2 separate regions of the Drosophila melanogaster genome follow, and region 1 is linked to region 2. A link is a contact called in public Hi-C data. All regions are on one chromosome and are shown on one strand. The core of a region is the stretch at or near the end of the contact, and the rest is flanking DNA. Distances in the headings are between cores, read along the strand shown. Region 1 holds the start of CG43401. Region 2 holds the start of lncRNA:CR44060 (long non-coding RNA:CR44060).

Region 1 (4,742 bases), core at 1,467-3,966, 580 kb before region 2:
TCGAATTTAGATGATCAACTAAACATCTATATCTAATTACATATTATACATATTGCATATATACTTGGTACTAATAAGAACACATTGTGACGGATCTAATCTGTACTTTTTACTTTTGGAATTTTTAACACAATTAGCTGGTACTTTTCGAGACATTTTTGAAAATGTTTAATCAATTCGAGTATCACGTTACCATCGCCTGAATTTCCCTGCCCCTTGGCACTTCCCCTGAGGTTTCCTGGCCAGTGTCGACTGTCAAACGTCAAACGCGGAGTCGCCTGTCAGCCAGACACTCGTCAGATGGAAATGAAGATGGAGACGCGGACGAGGAGGACCAGCCGAGATGTGGCTGGAAGAAGTTGGCCCATGCCAATGAGACGGTCTCCCCAAAGGCAATAATAACAGGAACAACAAGCGGAACAACAACAACAACTGTTCGACTGCTCAACTGTCGCCAAGATTTTCATCTGAGTCTTGGGTTTTCCACTCGCCACTTCCCGATTTTTCCCTGCTGCGAGTTGTGCCTGCCCAAATCGCTGCAGTTTGCAGTTCATATTTTCACTGGCCTTTGTTTGCTTTGATGTTATTTTTAAAAAGGCGGCAGAGTCGAGAAAATCGGGGAAGTCAGGAAAGTTGAGGGGTTGAGACAACATAAAAATGCTCATTTGTTGTTGCTGTCACAGGCGGAGACTCCCTTGTAATTAATCATATGCATTTGCTTTCATTAGCAAGTCAACAAGAAAAGATACTCTTCAGCGCATCTTACAGATGCGGTGATGGCTTATCGAACAAAAAGCCACACGGAATATGGGAAATAGGTTAAACAATGCCTTGGGATGATGAGTGGGAAGGCAAGTAAGTATTAGAACAAAATGCAAACATCATAAGAGTATTTCTTTTAATAATTGTTGGATATCTGAATGCTATGAAAGTGCTGGATAAACTCCATATAAACCTGAGTCTTAATATTAGGTGAATATATCGCCCAATAATACATGGATTTATTTTTGTTCCCTATTTGGCTGCCACAACAAATGGGAGTTCTTAGTCATCGGAAAACACAATGGATTAAGCATAGAGAGGAAGTAATGAGGGAAATTTATCAGTTGGCCCCTAAGCTTTGTGCTTTGTGCATTTATAGTTGGCCATTAAAGGATTACAAACGCTGAGCGCTTTTCTGGCCAAAGTTCTTCAATCTTCTCGTTTACCATATAGACCAAGTTTATCCGGGGGATTATTGTCGACTGGGATGGAAGATGGAGAGTGGGAAAGATCGGAATCGTTTGCTTGAATGATCACCGAGTCGGACAAAACCACAAAATCGGAAAAAGATTTCACAGAGCCATAAATTTGCCCTTTGCATACGCAATCCAGGTAGAGAGAGACCATTAAATTTGTAGCACAATTGTGGCAAAAATGTCTGTAATTACGGCAATGGCCATGGAAACTGCGACAGAGGGTTGCACTCGCATTCTCGACTGCATTTCCGATTGTCCAGGATGTTCGAGGACACGAGAGTGTTGGTAAATAATTGGTTATGGCTCTCCGGACGGCAGACAATATGCAGGCCATGCCGGAAAAATCGGTAAAACAAATGAAATGAAATACTCCATCGGTGGAGTGGGATTTTCGGGAGTGGTTCGCTTTGATTCCTCAGTAGTTATCTACGCATTTCTCCATTCTGACGTCTGTCAGCCGCATTTTATATGGCCCGATGCGTGTGCGTGAGAGTTTTGTTCAATTAATGCTTGTAAATTTGCCTAGAAATCACATAAATCCTGCTGGTGAAATGGAAACTCGCCTGAGTTATGAATTCAATAAATAATATATGAAAATATTCCAGGGAGCCTCGTTTGCCCAGAATAAATTTGTTGAAAAATAAGGTGCAATAAATAATTATAACAAATTTTTGGGCTTTCAATAGTTTTAATTGTTAAGAACTGTAGGAAACCTATGGTGCTGAATAACAATTTCGTTATGGCTCTATTACCGAAAAGTTAATTGATTGGGAAGGAATTCACAATGATTTTGAAGTGGGAGTGCACTTGTTAAGTTATTGTTTATTTACTCACAAGTTTTCTGAAGAAATAATACATTTCATGGAATTTGCCTGCTTCCCTTCCAATCTCCCAATCATCTCCACACTTCCTTCTTGTCAATTTCCCCCAATTGACTTCCTTATGCAAATGAATCTTGTCGCTTGATTTTCATCGGAGATCATTAATTTTAATTCCGAATATGCCACACAAAATCTTTGTAAGTATAATTAACCGCCGATGCACTCGAAGCCATGCCAATCCCAGAAAGCCATCAGCACAACAGTTTCCAGTGACATCCATGAGCTACTTACTCGGATGAGTTCTACTTAAGCCTGTTTGCGCAACATCCACTATATGTTCTGAAGACATTTTCGGCTGCGAAGGAATGTTAATGCTACGAATACGGCAAAACATATTCCGAGTCATTAGGAGGAGTCCCCCGACTTCCAAGGAGGGTTGGCAAACATGGCAGAAGGTGAACATCAATTTTGAAACATTTTCCCCAGCGCACGAAACAGTCCAAATCGATGTCGATGGGCACGCCCCACAGGGGATATCACTACAAGAAATATTTGTATATTCAAGATATTATCTTGTGATACGGATTTAAGAACTATTGTGCGTTTCTAATTTTATTTGATTAAAAAGGTCAAGAAAGAAAAGACTTAAAAAGTCAAGAAACATAGCTCAATATTTTCTTAAAATTTCATTTAAATTTTTGTTCAGTGTATCTGAGGCCTTGCTGATTTGTAGGTGTTGTCGTCTTCATCTCGCCAGTTTAGCTGGCCTTTCCGATTTACACTGTGGCCACACAATTATGCTCATCAACATCCGTCAGTTTCTTCGGCGGTGGAAAAGTGTTAAGTAATGAGTTAATCTGCAACAAGACTCGCATGATTAAGTGCTCTGGGCCTGTTCGCACTCGGGAGGAGGTGGAGACTTCGGTTGGGGTTGATGTTGGGGTCGAGGTGGAAGTGGATGGGAATTCCGAATCGGAATGGAGGTGGGCGAGTTAAACGGGAGGTGGTTGCCGCTCAGAGTGGGTCTTTAAATAGATTCGTTCTGACCAGGCTTTGAGTTCACTGTGGTATGCCCTCTAATTCCACAAAAATTAAATTTGAAAATAGTTTGTTAAATGCAAATCTAAGTAACATATAAATAAGACAGATGGTTAGGGGAATCACTATTGTTCATATACATAATACCCAGTTATAGACATTGTTTGCGCCACTTTCGTCCCACTGTGCGATGGGCCACTGATAAATTATGATTGTGGCTGAGCAGAGTGAGCAGACGATTTGCTCGAATGCTGAGCCGCGCTTATTATTTATCACGCAAATTGAGTTAATGTGGCCGAGATTAAGGACTAGCTGCGATCACAGGGCACCCCATTGATCATTCCACCTCCAGACATCGCCTCCCGGCCTTATCAATTTGATAAATTACGATATAGATACAATGGAGCTCCGGTATCTATGTAGGTGAGTGTGGGGGGAGGTGTTCCGGCCACGAGTGAAATGTGGTCAACGGAAAAGTGTAGTAGCCCCTAACTGTGATTGACATAATTGGGCGCGCCATAAACGCAGCAGTACAGTGGGGCCCATGGTTTATGATCGCCACAGACAATGATCAATTACAATGAGCAATCTGAATCATAAATATTGTCAGTTTGACGGCAGCGAAAAGTAAAAATAAGGAAAACAACTCAATGCGTTGATTTTCCTTTATGCCGAAACTCCAATTAAAATTGAGATTATGATGGAGCACTGTAGCCCCAAAGAGAAGCAACAAAACAAACTGAAATAAATAAAGGAAATAACTGAAGAAGTGAACTGCATCCACGCTAAGTTGCAGTATTTTTGAAGAAGGTGAACCCACAGCGAGCCATAAATTATAATTATCGACGAGATTAACTCTTTGCCGCGCCACTTAACTGCGATGACACACGCTCCCCAGACGTCTTCCAAGTGCGACAGAGGGGGCTAATCGGAGAACGAGACGGGGATACCGGAGAGGTGGATCGGGCCGAAGACGCGTCTTCTGCTGGAAGAAAACAGCCGCAGATAAGCAACAAAGACGACACTAAATCGTGTGCGATAGCAGCGAGAAGATGCGTATTTCGAGAAAGGGTAGACGCACACATTACCTGTAACTAAATACAAATATTAAATATTTTTTATGAATTGGAGGGACCTGAAGTTTGAAAAAACCACTAGATTGGTTAAATGTACACGACATAAAAATAATTTATTATGGTGGTGTGACTGTGATTCCAAGGCTCATTCTTCTTTAGTTGAAGTTGTCATGTCATTACCCCTTCGAAAATACCCACCGACGATAATTCCTATCTTACATGACACATTCCCAGTATGAAAAAACAACGAGAGAGACAAGAGAAAAGGGTTGCAGTGACTAAAAACAAAAATAAAAGTTATATTGCAGGAAGAAACAGAACTTGTATCTCCCCGAGGAACATTCTTTATTTTTTGGCGATAACTTTGGCCGGACTGCCGGCGGCTACTTCAATTGATATTTCCAGGCAAACAAAACGCAAGAAGCTCGAAAAATGTATGACCCCCTGCGGTTTTATCGACGCCTCTGCGACAGCAGAACCCTGATTCGGATTCGGATCGGTGCTGCGTTCATCCGACGATTGAAATGCGAGCGAAAGACACGGGAATCGAATCCGACATTGTCACACAG
Region 2 (4,086 bases), core at 1,132-3,631:
GCGGAAACTTCGGACTCAGGTGCGCAGAGCGTGCGAGTCGGTGACCTGACCACGACCTCCTCCTCCGGTTTACTCACTTGTCTCTGGCGAAAGTTCCGCCGCGGGAGATTGCGCCGCTGTTGTTGCTGCCACGCGTGTCTGGCCCATGGCTAATTGCTGCTCGCAAATGGTGCTCCGTAATGCTGGACGCGGATCGGGCGAGCTCCTGCCTCGGGGAATCTCAAAAAGCGACTAACTAAAGTCGCAAAGTTTTGCCGATCAACGGAATTCGATTGTCAATAGCTATTGACAGATATGTCGGTTTGGCGGTGGAATGGCTAGAAAGTCAGATACGGAGCTATTGTGCAGCTCCATTCGCGACTGGGTGGCAACTCCCGCACATTGTTTTCATTTGCGATTGCAAACAAAATTTAATATTACTTGTATTCGAAACAATTAAGCTGAGAAATCATCATGTAAGTCTGCGTTATTATCCTCCGGCTTTGCCATAGCTAACTCTCGATTCCAACAGGACGGAGTACTGGAAATCAAACGAGCGCAAGTTCTGCGACTTCTGCAAATGCTGGCTGAGCGACAACAAGGCGGTGAGTCCATAGAATAAACTCGCTTTTCGGCACTCTAATGACCCCTAATCCCGCAGAGCGTCGCCTTCCACGAGAGTGGCAAGCGGCACAAGATGAATGTGGCCAAGCGGATCACGGACATCAGTCGCAACAGCGAGAAATCGGAGCGGGAGCGCCAGAAAATGGACGCGGAGATCCGCAAGATGGAGGAGGCGGCCATGAAGTCGTACGCACAGGATGTCCATTCGCGCGGTGACATGACCGCCAGGTCCATTAACACGGTAATGAGGGCCACCGCCACTGCTGCCGCCTCAGGCGGAGCTCACTCCTTCGCCGGAAGATCACGCCAAGTGGACCCCATGCGCCTGGAAGGATTGTCCGACGAAGAAGAAGACCAGAGGCGGGTGGCTCCCGGCAAGGTAACAAGCGACGCAGCCGTGCCCGAGGCATCCCTCTGGGTGGAGGGCAAGTCGGACGAGGGACACACCTACTATTGGAACGTGAAGACCAATGAATCCGTGTGGAAGCCGCCGAAAGAGGGCTATCTGTCCTACGAGGAGTACGAGCGCATCAACCAGCTGGCCATCGACCAGCAGCAGATCTCCCAGGCCGAGGAATCGCTGAAATTCCGCGCCAATGTCGACGAGGAAGTGGCGAGGGTGAACCGAGAGAAGATGAAAGCCTTCCGCAGGACGGACAATCCCAAGGAAAAGAAGCAGAAGGAGGAGAGGCGTCAGACATTCAAAACGGAGGAAGAGGCGGCCACCAAAGAGATTGGACAGTGGCAAACTGTGGAAGTGAAGTAGGGCCTTCCTACTAGGTTCAAATGCATTTACTGATAAATTTATGGATTTTTGTAGAGCACCTGAGCAGCCCATCGACTGGCAGCTACCCAAAACGGATTACTACAGTGCTGCGCCCGTGGTTTCCGCCTCGAGTGAACCAGAACCTCCAGTCAAGAAGTTCAAGGAAAAGACGATTGGCGGTCTGGATGAGGAGATAGCCGCCACTGCGCCCGCCACGTTCAAGCGGAAATTCATCAGGAAGGGAAACAGCCGCCAGCGCGCCGAGGATTAAGAAGTACTCCATGTGCTTATGTGCATATTTCACCTACTAGTTAGGTTTAGGCATAGGAAATGTTTAGGTTTTTAAGTGTTTGCTTATACCAATTAAAAAGTGAGATGCGTTTAACTAATATTAGATTAAACATAGCTATTGTAGAATTATTATTATCTTTAGTCGACTTGCATTCAATAAATATTTCCCAACATTTTAAATAGTAATATGTTTTTTAAAAAGTTTTAAATTTCGATAACAGTTATCGAATTAGGTTCAATCGGTGTGTGTCTGTGCTTTAGTTGCGGCATATTTAGGTCTTAGAGCTCCGTCCAATTTTAGTGCATTTCCAGCGGCAACACGAGGTATGTTTCTCCCGTCCGCCAACGGTCACTCTGCTGCTGTTGTTGTAGGCGAGCGGTCGGAATTTGCGTCGGAATTGTGTTGAGTCGAGTCGCGCTATTTTGTTTCGAGTGCGCTGTGCTGTTTGGTTTCGTTCCGTTTCGTTTCGCTGTTCGTTTTCCACTCGTCTTCGAATCCGCACTGCAAACAAACAAGGAGAAGGGGAAGCAGCAAAAGTGGCGAGTGCATTCGCAGCGTCGAAATTTCAATTGAAATCTGAAATCTGTGTGGCAATTGCAGCGGCACTCGGTGTAAATAGATTGAATTGAAGCGAAATTCTGCGAGTCGAAGAAGTGAAAAGTAAACAATAACACGGGCAATCGGAAAAGTGGTTTTCGATAAATCGCACCGCACACACACACCTGTCAGTGTGAGTGTCAAAGTGAGTGTGTGAGTGTGCGTCGAAGGAGAGGAAAGGTCAAGCCAAAAATTGCGTAAAGAAAAGGAAAGGAAAGCTTAGAAGAGGGGAAGGGGAATTACGTCAGTTTCGCATTCCCGATAAAAATTTTTGATTCCCTAAACGATCCTGATAGCCAGCCATTACGATAGGCAAAAAACGATAACAGCGGAAATTTACGTCAATTTGGAGCAGAAAGTAAACGATACCAATTCCCGAAAGAATTCAAAAAATCAGGCAAGATTCAGTTCGTGTACGCTTACAACAGCTCCGCGCCCCACGCCGCCTCCTCCTACCGCACCGCCGTCGCCCCCTTTGCGCCCTACGCGGCCGAGCGGTCCACCCACCACCACCCACTCCCGCCCCCCGAGGAGCGGCTGCCCTCGGACACCGAGCAGCTAGCTGGATCCGACGAGGATCGGGCTCAGAGCCACGAAGCGGAAGCGGAGGAATCCGAGGAGGAGCGCGCAGGTAGCGGACCCTCCGTCAGGCCGCTCATCGCAGCAGCAGGAGCAACAACAACGACAACGTCGACGTCAGTAGTACCGGAAGCGGTACAAAGGGCGGCGGCCAAGGGAGCGACAGAGACGGCGACAATGGCGGTGGTGCGCAAGAAACAGGACGACAAGTACCTGCTCGCCCTGCGGGAACTAGTGGCCAGCGGGACGGGGAGCAATCGGCAGTGCTTCGACTGCGGCCAAAAAGGACCAACCTACGTGAACATGACCATCGGATCCTTTGTCTGCACCCGCTGCTCCGGAGTCCTGTAAGTATTTGCCTTCTTGTTGTTGTTTTCTAGTCTGGGATAATGTAGGGTAGATCCAGGAATTAGGCATAAGTCGCCTGCTAGGTGACCTTTGTTATGAGAATGTAACTGTAACTTGGCTATTCATATTTTAGTTATTTCTTTGGTTGTCTCTTTGAGTTTACCAGGTATTCAAGATACCTCTGGAAAATATTTCAAACAATTTCCGATGCACAGATTGATCTAGCTTGAGATTTGTAGAATAAGGATGGTGGGTTATGAACTGACAAATCTCTTAAAATCTTCCACAAGAAGAATCCAGATATACGACATTTATGGTTATGGCTTTCTTGAATGGCTTTTGGTTGAATTCACACATGTTTTTTATCAAAAAGCTGGCTACCTATATACATATTCTGATAACTGCCAAATGGGCTACCCCCACTGCGTTTAGGAGTCATATAAAATATTGCCTTGAGTGTTTCCAAAAATAGAAATGCAAATTGAGAGCTATCAACGTCGATCCGTGGACCTTTCTTGGTCTCCCGTGTTATCTTGACTTGAACCCAGCCAATTTGAACTCGCCTGACGTCCATTTGGGATCTGTGCCCGAGTGGAGTGACCGATAATTTGCGATCGATCGATGCAATGTCCGATCCCGCCCCCCATTATTATTTCGTATTGTGTGTGAAAGCGAAAGCAATTCCCCAACAATTTCGAACAATTTCGCACAATTTGGCTTCCTTTCCTTTTTGAATGCAAATGCAAATCGAAGACAAAACTTTCAATTGCGCGACATCGCGGCGAACGAAATTGTTTTGTCTTCGCCGGCGTCGCTTTCTATTCGTGTTTTTCCGTGGGGAGACGTTTTCGAGAGCCGCCCACCTGGCGGTTGAGTTGTGGGTGTCCTTGGCGCCCCTCAG

What was found. Hi-C and Micro-C count contacts between places; a contact is called where the count stands out from the background.
Region 1: a Hi-C map of the S2 cell line shows a contact between it and region 2, with 2.8 times the contacts expected there. A contact is called at or near these places in 3 of 107 Hi-C or Micro-C datasets (the ML-DmBG3-c2 cell line and the S2 cell line).

Annotation. Positions count from the first base shown.
Region 1 is chr2L:1,426,448-1,431,189 of dm6, reverse strand. It overlaps CG43401, which reads right to left and starts at 2,716. Exons shown (of 1, transcript NM_001298633.1): 1 at 2,031-2,716. The coding sequence starts at 2,522. The coding sequence ends at 2,343.
Region 2 is chr2L:848,997-853,082 of dm6, reverse strand. lncRNA:CR44060 (long non-coding RNA:CR44060) reads right to left here and starts at 2,381. Exons shown (of 1, transcript NR_073684.1): 1 at 1,920-2,381. It overlaps drongo (drongo,), which reads left to right and starts at 2,012. Exons shown (of 5, transcript NM_057891.3): 1 at 2,012-3,184. The coding sequence starts at 3,015. CG4291 reads left to right here and starts at 353. Exons shown (of 4, transcript NM_001272917.1): 1 at 353-455; 2 at 512-584; 3 at 641-1,365; 4 at 1,424-1,832. The coding sequence starts at 454. The coding sequence ends at 1,640. It overlaps kraken (kraken,), which reads right to left and starts at 315. Exons shown (of 3, transcript NM_057917.4): 1 at 78-315. The coding sequence starts at 147.